3 separate regions of the Oryctolagus cuniculus genome follow, and all the other regions are linked to region 3. A link is a contact called in public Micro-C data. All regions are on one chromosome and are shown on one strand. Each heading gives the region's core, a stretch centred on a gene start, on an enhancer-like site or on the middle of the called end of the contact. The rest is flanking DNA. Distances are from core to core; before and after follow the strand shown. Region 1 holds the start of MAN2C1 (mannosidase alpha class 2C member 1). Region 2 holds the start of SIN3A (SIN3 transcription regulator family member A). Region 3 holds the start of IMP3 (IMP U3 small nucleolar ribonucleoprotein 3).

Evidence for each region. A called contact is a pair of places that touch in the nucleus more often than the background predicts.
Region 1: a contact with region 3 is called in a Micro-C map of ear pinna, with 2.3 times the contacts expected there. The contact joins the promoter of MAN2C1 here to the promoter of IMP3 in region 3. A contact is called at or near these places in 3 of 6 Hi-C or Micro-C datasets (ear pinna, skin fibroblasts and an unstated tissue).
Region 2: a Micro-C map of ear pinna shows a contact between it and region 3, with 3 times the contacts expected there. The contact joins the promoter of SIN3A here to the promoter of IMP3 in region 3. A contact is called at or near these places in 2 of 6 Hi-C or Micro-C datasets (ear pinna and an unstated tissue).

What each region holds. Positions count from the first base shown.
Region 1 is chr12:108,590,785-108,594,016 of mOryCun1.1, forward strand. It overlaps MAN2C1 (mannosidase alpha class 2C member 1), which reads left to right and starts at 1,773. Exons shown (of 26, transcript XM_051834604.2): 1 at 1,773-1,931; 2 at 2,020-2,145; 3 at 3,007-3,130. The coding sequence starts at 1,831. It overlaps SIN3A (SIN3 transcription regulator family member A), which reads left to right. Exons shown (of 21, transcript XM_051834600.2): 21 at 1-453.
Region 2 is chr12:108,521,420-108,524,499 of mOryCun1.1, forward strand. SIN3A (SIN3 transcription regulator family member A) reads left to right here and starts at 1,504. Exons shown (of 21, transcript XM_051834600.2): 1 at 1,504-1,526.
Region 3 is chr12:108,367,273-108,370,388 of mOryCun1.1, forward strand. It overlaps IMP3 (IMP U3 small nucleolar ribonucleoprotein 3), which reads left to right and starts at 1,750. Exons shown (of 1, transcript XM_002722034.4): 1 at 1,750-2,794. The coding sequence starts at 1,823. The coding sequence ends at 2,377.

The DNA.
Region 1 (3,232 bases), core at 523-3,022, 220 kb after region 3:
TTTGTCCGAGACCTGCAGTTTGGTGTTGGGGTTGGTGGTTCTGGGAGCGGAGTCCCGGCGGGGCCCTGGCCGCCCGCCCGCCGCCCTGGGCCTCTCCAGCCCCGCGGAACTGTTCTGTGCCTGCTTCGCTACAGCCTCCCGGTGCCAGCCGCCAGCTTCTCTCACACACGATTTAACCTTGGCTTTTCTTTTTTTGTAAATAATGTACATACTGTCAATTTTTTATTAAAAGAAATATGCTTTGATGTGCTAGCATCAGTGCTCTAGCTTCCTGTGTACCATAGTCCTACGTGGCTGCAGATTTAGCACTACGAGCAGATGTACAAGACATTTATTACACTTTTTACCAAAGGGATTACATTGTAGTACTTTTGTGTAAAACTTGTCTTCCCCTTTGCCCAACCTCTTTTTTTCTTTTTTGTAAATAAATAAAGCTTGGTTCTTAAGGAATAAGCTCCCGGTCCCCTGTCCTCACCGGAGTTCACCTGTGGAGCGGGGATTTGGGCTGCAGCTCCCCAGGTCACTCAGGATTCTCCTGTCGCCCGCTCCTGCCCGCAGTGCGCCTGGAAGGTCAGAGCCTGGGACACAGGGCAGCCACGCCCCAGTCCTCGGGGCTTCTAGTCACAGTGGGAACCGGCGGTGTTTGAGTGTCTTTGTTTGCCCTTTTTTAAAATTTGAGAAATAAAAGTAATAATATGCTGGGTTCTTAAAAATATTGTTTATTTGAAGGCAGGGGTCTGAGTCCTCCATCCACTGGCTCATCCCCCAGCTGGGGGGACCATGTTAGGCTGATGAGACAGGGAGATGGGCTCCGTCTTTCACCCTGGTAGCAGATGTAGGGGGTCATGAGTGTGGGCACTTGGCTGGCTGGGCCTGGCTCTTATTGCTTTCAAGTTAAAAACTGCTACCACCATCACCAAAACCACTTTTTTTTTTTTTTGCTCCTGGACTTTGAGAGGCCGGGTAGAGGGCTGTTCCGCTCACAGGTGCCTCTAAGGGGAGGGTTTCAAGAGCCTGCCTTCGGGGAGGAGCTGCAGGGCACAGCCTGGCCTGGGGAGAGAGCCTCAAGGCTTCCTTGGCGGAGGTCATCTGCCCTCCAGAACCTGCTGCCCGGAGCGCCGCTCGGTGGTTTGCAGGCCTGCTCGGGGAGCCTGCCACCAGCGCGCCCCGAGGCCCGAGGGAGTTCAGCGGACAAGCTGAGCTCTGAGCTGGTGTCTGACATGGCAAGAGTTACCTTAAATCCTACTTCCTATTCTGCACTTGGTGTAACTGGAGGCTAACGCTGTGCATTTTCTCTGCCAGGAGGCAGGGCTGCCCCTGACTGCGAACCCTGCACCCCGGGGCTCCGCTGCACCCCGGGGCTCTGCAGGCCTGCCTCTCTGGGTGCTATGGCTCTGCCCACCCTAGGCAGACCACCTCCCGCGGCCAAGCGACCTAGCCCTGAGGGCAGAGCCGCCCCCGCCCAGCCTCTGCCCCCAACTCTCCCTTCCCACGCCCCAGGATTTGCCCTGCAGCCCACCGACTGGGGCCCGGGCGCAGCATCCCGTGTGGCCGCAGGTTCGAGCCCCGGCTGCTTCGCTTCCCGGCCCAGCTCCCTGCAAATGCACCTGGGCAAGCCGCGGAGGATGCACCAGGTGCTTGGGCCCCTGCGCCCGCGTGGGAGACCCGGAAGAAGCTCCCGGCTCCAAGTCCCGAACGAGCCGCCGGTGTTCCCAGAAAAGCTGTCCGGGCCAGGAAGGCGCCCTTCGGGTGCCGGAACCTTTGGTGCCAGGCCAGGGGCCGCTCCGGCGGCGCCTGCGGGCTTCCGGGGCGAGCAGCGGGCGCGCGGCCATGGCGGCGGCGCCGGCCTTCAAGCACTGGCGGACCACGCTGGAGCGGGTGGAAAAGTTCGTGTCGCCGCTGTACTTCACCGACTGTAACCTCCGCGGCAGGTGCGGGGCCGGGCCGGGGGCCGCAGGGCCGGGGGGAGGAGGGGGCCGCGCTCGGCCGCAGCGCGCGCCCACAGGCCCCTCTCGCCAGGCTTTTCGGGGACAGCTGCCCCGTGGCCGCGCTCTCCAGCTTCCTGACGCCGGAGAGGCTCTCCTACCCGGAGGCCGTGCAGCAGGCCTTCAGCCCCGCGCAGGTCGGCGACAGCTTCGGACCCACGTGGGTAACGCCTCCCTCCCTCGGGGCGGGGCCCGCGGAAGCCCCGCCCTGCCACCCGCCCACCTGGGACCCCCGCGTCTCGGTGGGGCGGGACCCGGGACCCCGCGTCTCGGTGGGGCTGGACTCCGGGACCCCCGCGTCTCGGTGGGGCTGGACCCCGGGACCCCCGCGTCTCTGTGGGGCTGGAACTCGGGCCCCCGCGTCTCGGTGGGGCTGGACCCCGGGACCCCGCGTCTCTGTGGGGCTGGAACTCGGGACCCCGCGTCTCGGTGGGGCTGGACCCCGGGACCCCGCGTCTCTGTGGGGCTGGACCCCGGGACCCCCGCGTCTCGGTGGGGCTGGAACTCGGGACCCCGCGTCTCGGTGGGGCTGGACCCCGGGACCCCGCGTCTCTGTGGGGCGGGACCCGGGACCCCCGCGTCTCTGTGAGGCTGGACCCCGGGACCCCGCGTCTCGGTGGGGCTGGACCCCGGGACCCCGCGTCTCGGTGGGGCTGGACCCCGGGACCCCGCGTCTCTGTGGGGCTGGACCCCGGGACCCCGCGTCTCGGTGGGGCTGGACCCCGGGATCCGCGTCTCGGTGGGGCTGGACCCCGGGACCCCGCGTCTCGGTGGGGCTGGACCCCGGGACCCCCGCGTCTCGGTGGGGCTGGAACTCGGGCCCCCGCGTCTCGGTGGGACAGGACCCGGGACCCCGCGTCTCCTGCCCGCCCGGGGGACCCACGGTTCCGCCTCCCTCACCTCGCTGCCCGCCCGCCGCTCCCCTCCACTGGGCGCTCCCGGCCGAGGACCCCGTGGTGCTGCAGAGGGTTGGGTGCACGTGACCTCCACGGGCCACACTCTCACCGGGGCTGCCTTGCAGGTGGTGGACGTGCTGGTTCCGCGTGGAGCTGGCCATCCCTGAGGCATGGGTGGGCCGGGAAGTTCACCTGTGCTGGGAGAGCGATGGAGAGGGCCTGGTGTGGCGCGATGGGGAGCCTGTCCAGGTGAGGAGCCCTGCCCCGCGGCCGGATGCGCCCGGTACCGCCCGGTTCCACCTGGCCACAGGAGTGCCAGCGACAGCCTGCAGGGTGGTGTCCCTGCCGCCT
Region 2 (3,080 bases), core at 254-2,753, 150 kb after region 3:
CTGCTGCCCAGAGCCTCCCAGGACCTGAGCCACATGCTGGCAGCACCGGGATCCTCCTCGCGGCCGGGGTCGCCGGGTCAGCCTCTTCCCCCAGGCAGGGACCCAGGGACCCAGCGAGAGCCAGGGGGCTCGCGGTGCAGGCCGGCGCCCGCTCTACCCTACCGTTTGCCTCATCTGACGCCGGCACAGCGCAGGAGCACACAGGGCTCATCTCCCGGCTCCCCCTCCTCTCCCCTCCGTGGTCTCCCCAAAGCTGCGGCTCCCCACCTGCCCTCTCTGCTTACAGCCCAGCTTCCCACGTGGACCCTGGGGCCGGGGCGGAGGGTGGGGGTGGCGGCTGGCAGCCTGTCCGCTCCATTTCCCACCCCGTTTCGTGGAGAGGCTCAGGCCCAGGTAGGGGAGACAGGAGCTCGTTTAAGCCTCCGACAACGGCCACGCGAAGCGCAGGGCCGAATTCCGCCAGCCCCGAGCTCCTCCGCCTCACCCCGCCGAGGGCCGCTGGCTCCATTTGCCGCCCACCGCCCACTCCAAATAGCCGCCCTCTCCCCTGAGTCTCTCCAACACTGCTCGCCTTTCTTGCTCGCACGCATCCCCTGGCCGTGCCCTGGTCTAGTGTGCCCCGCCTGAACTACCGGCCCACCGCACGGATCCCTCCGAGCCCCGACCAGCCGGTCTCCCTCGCTCACACCAGGCGCATCCGGCCTCTGCTGAACACAGACCTGCGGGGTGGCCCTGCCCCCTGGAAACTCTTTTCGGTTGGCAATGGAGACCAACAGAGCAAGGGCGGCAGGGCAGAGGCAGGGCAGGCGTCGCAGCACTGTAGCCACCAAACCCAGCGCCTCCCTCCCCTCACTGGGCACACCCCAGAGCCCACCGGCTGCTAGGGCGCTAAGCACCCGACCACACCGGCCTGGGCCTGCGACCGGCTTTTGGTCCAGCTAGGAGACGTCCCGCGGCTTGGGGCCACCTCTGCCACCCTGGTTTCCAGCATCGCAGTCCTCACGCTTTCCACCTGTCCCTTCGTGCCCTTTGCCCCTCCGCTTCTGCCCGGGGCAACCCCTAAGACCCACCTGGCTCGCCGCCGCCTCCACGCGGCTCCGCCGGCTTACCTGCAGCCGGCAGGGCTCTCCTGGGAGCGCCCGGGAGTCGGCCAGTCTGTGCGGGAGCACACTCCCGCCTCGCCTCGGCTCCTGCGGCAGCATCTCCACCGCGCCCGCACGCCCCAGGGCTGGGGTGACTCCCTCGCCGGGCTGCACGCAGGGCTTCCCGCCCGCACCCCTCGTCTCCAGGCGCCCAGCACGGCGGGCCGCCGTCCCGGAGCCCCGCCGCCCGGGACCCTCGAGGCGCCGCCGCGACGGCACCGGGGATCCTCCGCTCCGGGCTCGCCTAATTTATTTATTTGCACGGTTCCCGGAGGGAGGGGCGGGGCGAGCGCGGAGGCGGGCCCTCGGCCGTGACGCAGCGCCGCGGAGCCAATGGCCGGCGGGGGGCGTTCCCCATTCAGCACTCCTCGCCCGGCTCGGAAGGTATGTTAAACAGCTGCTTTCAATTCGGTGCCCCCGGCCCGCGTCCGGGGGGCGGCTCGCCGTGGCCGGCCCGACGCAGAGCGGGCGCGCAGGCCCCGGGGCGGCTCGGAGTCCCGCGGCCGAGGTAGGCGAGGGGCCGGCCCGGAGGGAGGGCGCTCGGCGCCGCCCGCCCGCCCGCCACTGTGTCTCCCGGCCGGGCCGAGCCGTGGGGAGGGGGCGCCAGCGCCGGCCGCGCCGCCTAGTGTTGCCGAGCACTCGGTGTCGGTAGGTTTCGGCGGCGGATTGGGGAGCGGCGAGCCGGAGGAGTCTCCGGCTCCGCTCACGCCTTTTTTTTTTTTTTTAAGAAAAACACACGAAAAGCAGCAAAAAAAAAAAAAAAAAAAAAGGTGGGTGGGGGGCCCTGCGCGCCGACCGGACGCGCTCCGGCAGGCGGGGGGCGGCGGCCGGCCCGGAGTTCCCTCCGCGCGGACTTGCCGGGCGGGCCGGGCTCGCGGCTTCCCTGCGCGCGCAAACTTGCACGAGGGGCGCGGGCGCCCCCGGCCCGGGGCCGCCGCCCTCGCCCCCCGCCGCCTCGCCGCCCGGAGCGGCCGTGAAGGTCGGAACCTGGGGAACTGTCTCCACGCTCGCTCGGGAAGAGGAAACGCATCAGCGGGCGGGAGGCGGGGCGCAGGCGCCGGGCGGGGGCGCGGGCCCGGCCGGCCGGCCGGCCGGCCGGCCTCCGGCCGCGGCCCAGACTGTTTACTACCGACTCCGCCGGCGGCTTGTGCAAGCGGCCCGCAGGGGACACGCGGGGCGGGGCGCCGCCTCGCCGCCCGCCGCCCCGGGCTCCTTGCGGGCCCCGCCTGCTCTTGTCTTCCATTGGCTGCTCGGGACTCCCTCTTTCGCTTCTCGGGCACGGATTGGCTGACATTATCTCGAGCTCCGCCTATAGGGAGGCCGGGCAGGAGTTTAAGTTGCTAGGGTTTTTTTTTTTTTTTTTCCGTGAAGGGCGGAGGGGGGGGCGTCCTGCGGCTACGTGAGGCGCGAGGGCCCGCCCCCGCTCCTGATTGGCTGCGCGCGCGGCCCCGCCCCCGGCGGAGCGAGCCGGGAGGGGAAGTCCGCCCTCGGCCGCGAGCGCGCCCCGCACATGTGTGAGGCCGCCGCGCTGCTCGCGTGCCTCCCGCCCGGAAGTCCCGGCTCCGCGCCCCGCGGGGGGAGGGGGTGGCGAAGGCGCGCTGGGCTGCCCGGCATCCCGCGGCCGGCGGCTTCCGGGTGGCGCTGGGGGCTCTGCGGGCGAGGGTCTGTCCGTCGGGCCGGGGCCGCGCTCTGAAGTTCGGGCCCGGCGGCGTGGCTGTTTCCGCGCGAGAGCGCTGCGGACGCCGGCAGCCGCTGCCCTCGGCGGGCCGGGAGGGGACCCCGGCGCGGGGTCGGGGCGCGGCGCGCGGGGCTGGGCCCGAGCTGCGCCCCCGCCGGGGGGTCGGCTCCCCGCAGTTCCCAGCTCGCAGCCGGCACTCACCTGTTGCCGGAGCTCGCTCCGAGGCTGCGGAGGGAGGGCGGTGTTGGGGTCCCCTCTGC
Region 3 (3,116 bases), core at 500-2,999:
ATTCCACTGTTACCCATGTGGAAGACCCAGAGTAATTCCAGCCCTGGGATGTTTGGGGCATACGGGGAGTAAACAGGCAGATGGAAGATCTTTCTCTATGTCTTTCAAATTAAAAAAAAAAAAAAAAAAGGGAGTGGCTGGAGTCCAGGCACAGCCAGTTACGCCACAGTTTGCAACGCCAGTTGGAATTCTGGTTGCTCTGCTCATGATCCAGTTTCCTGTTAACGCACCTGGGAAGGCAGTGGGAGACGGCCCAGGTCCCTGACACCCACGTGGGAGACCCGGATGAAGCTCCTGGCTCCTGCTGGCTCAGCCCTGCTGTTGTGGCCACTTGGGAGAGTGAATCGGCAGGTGAAAGATCTCTCTGTGTCATTCTGCCTTTCAAATAAATACATAAATAAAAAAAAAAAGACAAAAGAGATGAAGAGTCATTTCACGGAAGAGGAAACATATAGGAAGCCTTTTTTATTTATGAAGGAAATGCATAGTAAACTCACAATGAAATACCATTACACACCAAACTGGCAGCATTCTAAAAACCAACCAAGCACTGATGAGACTGAAGACAAAGGCCTGGTGGAGCACGGCCCAAGGATATGGATAATCCACAGGGGTGCCTACGCCTTCCAACTCAGCTTCCAACTCAGCGGCTCCACTCAGGATGCGGGCTTGGACAACCAGACTGTCAATTAATGGAATATTACACAGCAGGGGGAAAGTAATTACGGCTACATATAACAGACAGCACACAGAGCCAAGTCTTCCACGCCAACACTTCTCAGATGTCAGCGCACTTGGACCAATCACCCCCCCTCCCCGACGCTGAGCTGCAGGCTCTGGTTCCAAAGGCAAGGGAGGGGGCCGCAGGGGGCCGCAGGGGGCTGCCAGCAGCCCTCTGCTGCTCCCAGGCTTCGCGCTGGTCTATCCAGCCACGCCCGCGTGGTGACCAAACTGCTTCTTTTTGAACGGAATAATGCACATTCCGGGAGGGGAGGGACTTTCATCCTTGGGAAAGGACACGGCTGGGACTGGTTTTGGGCGAGCCTCATAACTTACGAGTTACCTGCATTCTTTTAAAACCAGATACCAAATACTACCGAGTATTACAACGAAGAGATAGCTAGGTGGCGTCCCAGGCCTGCGGCCCCAGCAGCCTTCCCCTCCCGTTAACGCCACCCCGGAGGGCCACGGCCAGCCCGGCGGGCCAATGCGTCCGAGCCCAGGCCAAAACGTCCACGGCGCAGGTCTGATGAGTGGACAGTCCGTGTTAGCAGCGTCCGTCTCCAGCCCCGCCCCCCCCCCCGCAAGCTCCGCGTTCCGCGCGTCCTGGGAACCAGTACTTCATAGACTCGGTGCCACCTCCCCGCCCCTGGGCACGGGGCGACCGCTCGGTCCCCTGGAGGTGGGGGACAATCCCTGGACAGGCCGGGAAGCTGAAGGCCGGCGCAGGAAACCCCCGCAGAGAGGGCCCAAGTCGCCCCGCTTCCCCTTCGGCTCGCGAGAGGAGACTCTCCCGAGAGACGCCAAAAAGCAGAAATCTGGGAGAAAACTGCTACCGCCCTGGGGAAGGCATTCCCGGCCTCCACGCGCGGCAAGGAGCTTCCTCGAGACACGCCCCTCGCCGCCACCCGCTGGGCTCGGGACCAGGAGAAGGGAAGTAACGCGAGATCCGGACAGGAGGCGTGGCCCCACCCTGGCCAATGGGAAACTAGGGGCGTGGCCTCGAGCCCTTCCTTCATTGGCCCGAGCACAGCGGGCGGAAGTCGCGCGCCAGGCGGAACGCGCCGCCGGCTTCGGGTCTCGCGCTGCGGCGGCCGCCATCATGGTCCGGAAGCTGAAGTTTCACGAGCAGAAGCTGCTGAAGCAGGTGGACTTCCTGAACTGGGAGGTCACTGACCACAACCTGCACGAGCTGCGCGTGCTGCGGCGGTACCGGCTGCAGCGGCGCGAGGACTACACGCGCTACAACCAGCTGAGCCGTGCCGTGCGCGAGCTGGCGCGCCGCCTGCGCGACCTGCCCGAGCGCGACCCGTTCCGCGTGCGCGCCTCGGCCGCGCTGCTGGACAAGCTGTACGCGCTCGGCCTGGTGCCCACGCGCGGCTCGCTGGAGCTCTGCGACTCGGTCACGGCCTCGTCGTTCTGCCGCCGCCGCCTGCCCACCGTGCTGCTCAAGCTGCGCATGGCGCAGCACCTCCAGGCGGCCGTGGCCTTCGTGGAGCAGGGCCACGTGCGCGTGGGCCCCGACGTGGTCACCGACCCCGCCTTCCTGGTCACGCGCAGCATGGAGGACTTCGTCACCTGGGTCGATTCGTCCAAGATCAAGCGGCACGTGCTGGAGTACAACGAGGAGCGCGATGACTTCGACCTGGAAGCCTAGCCCGGGGAGACCGAGAGGCCTGCGGCCGGATTCCCCCAGAGCGTGCCGGCGGCCGTGGGCGCTCTAGGAACTGGACCCCTAGTCGCAGGCCACGCAGAACCAGGGGAGTACTTACTGTCTTCCTAGAACTCGGACGCCTGATGGTGACAGCGGGAAGCCGTGCTGTGCTCGGGGTGGGGTGGGGGACTCTAAATTTCCCGCGCCCTACACCTTGCAGGGTAGTAGCCAGAACTCCGGCGCGCCCACGCCCACCTCGTCTGTATCGTCTCGTGGCTGTTTGGCTCGGTTTCTTGCCCCCTGATCGTGAGTTAGCTGCTCACCGTGGCAGAGTTAAGGCGCAAGTTTAAATAAAGCGAGTGTTCAGGGTCCCCTCCGTCATTTAAAGGAGTGTCTCCCTGACGCCCAGCTACTTTGGAAGTGCCCCTCTCTCTCTCTCTGGTTTTCTCAACACGGGGTCAGTTCTGTAGGTCTCCCAGCTCAGGAACCCGGCGCCGAGAGGCTGCGGGTGCTGCTGTTACGGCCGGACGGGTTTGTCACTTGACCGGGCCCCTTCCTCGGGCTGAGGGCTTCGGCAGAGCTCTTGCCCGCAGGATTCCCTGTTGGTGTTCCAGCCGCGGACCAGCGGAGAGGGCTGAGGGCACTCCTCACGCTGCAGCCTGGCCACCTGGCGGTTAGACGTGGCCCAGGAGGCTTCCGGGCACTTGAATGCTCTTAGGGGGCGGTGGAGGCTTGGAAGGGA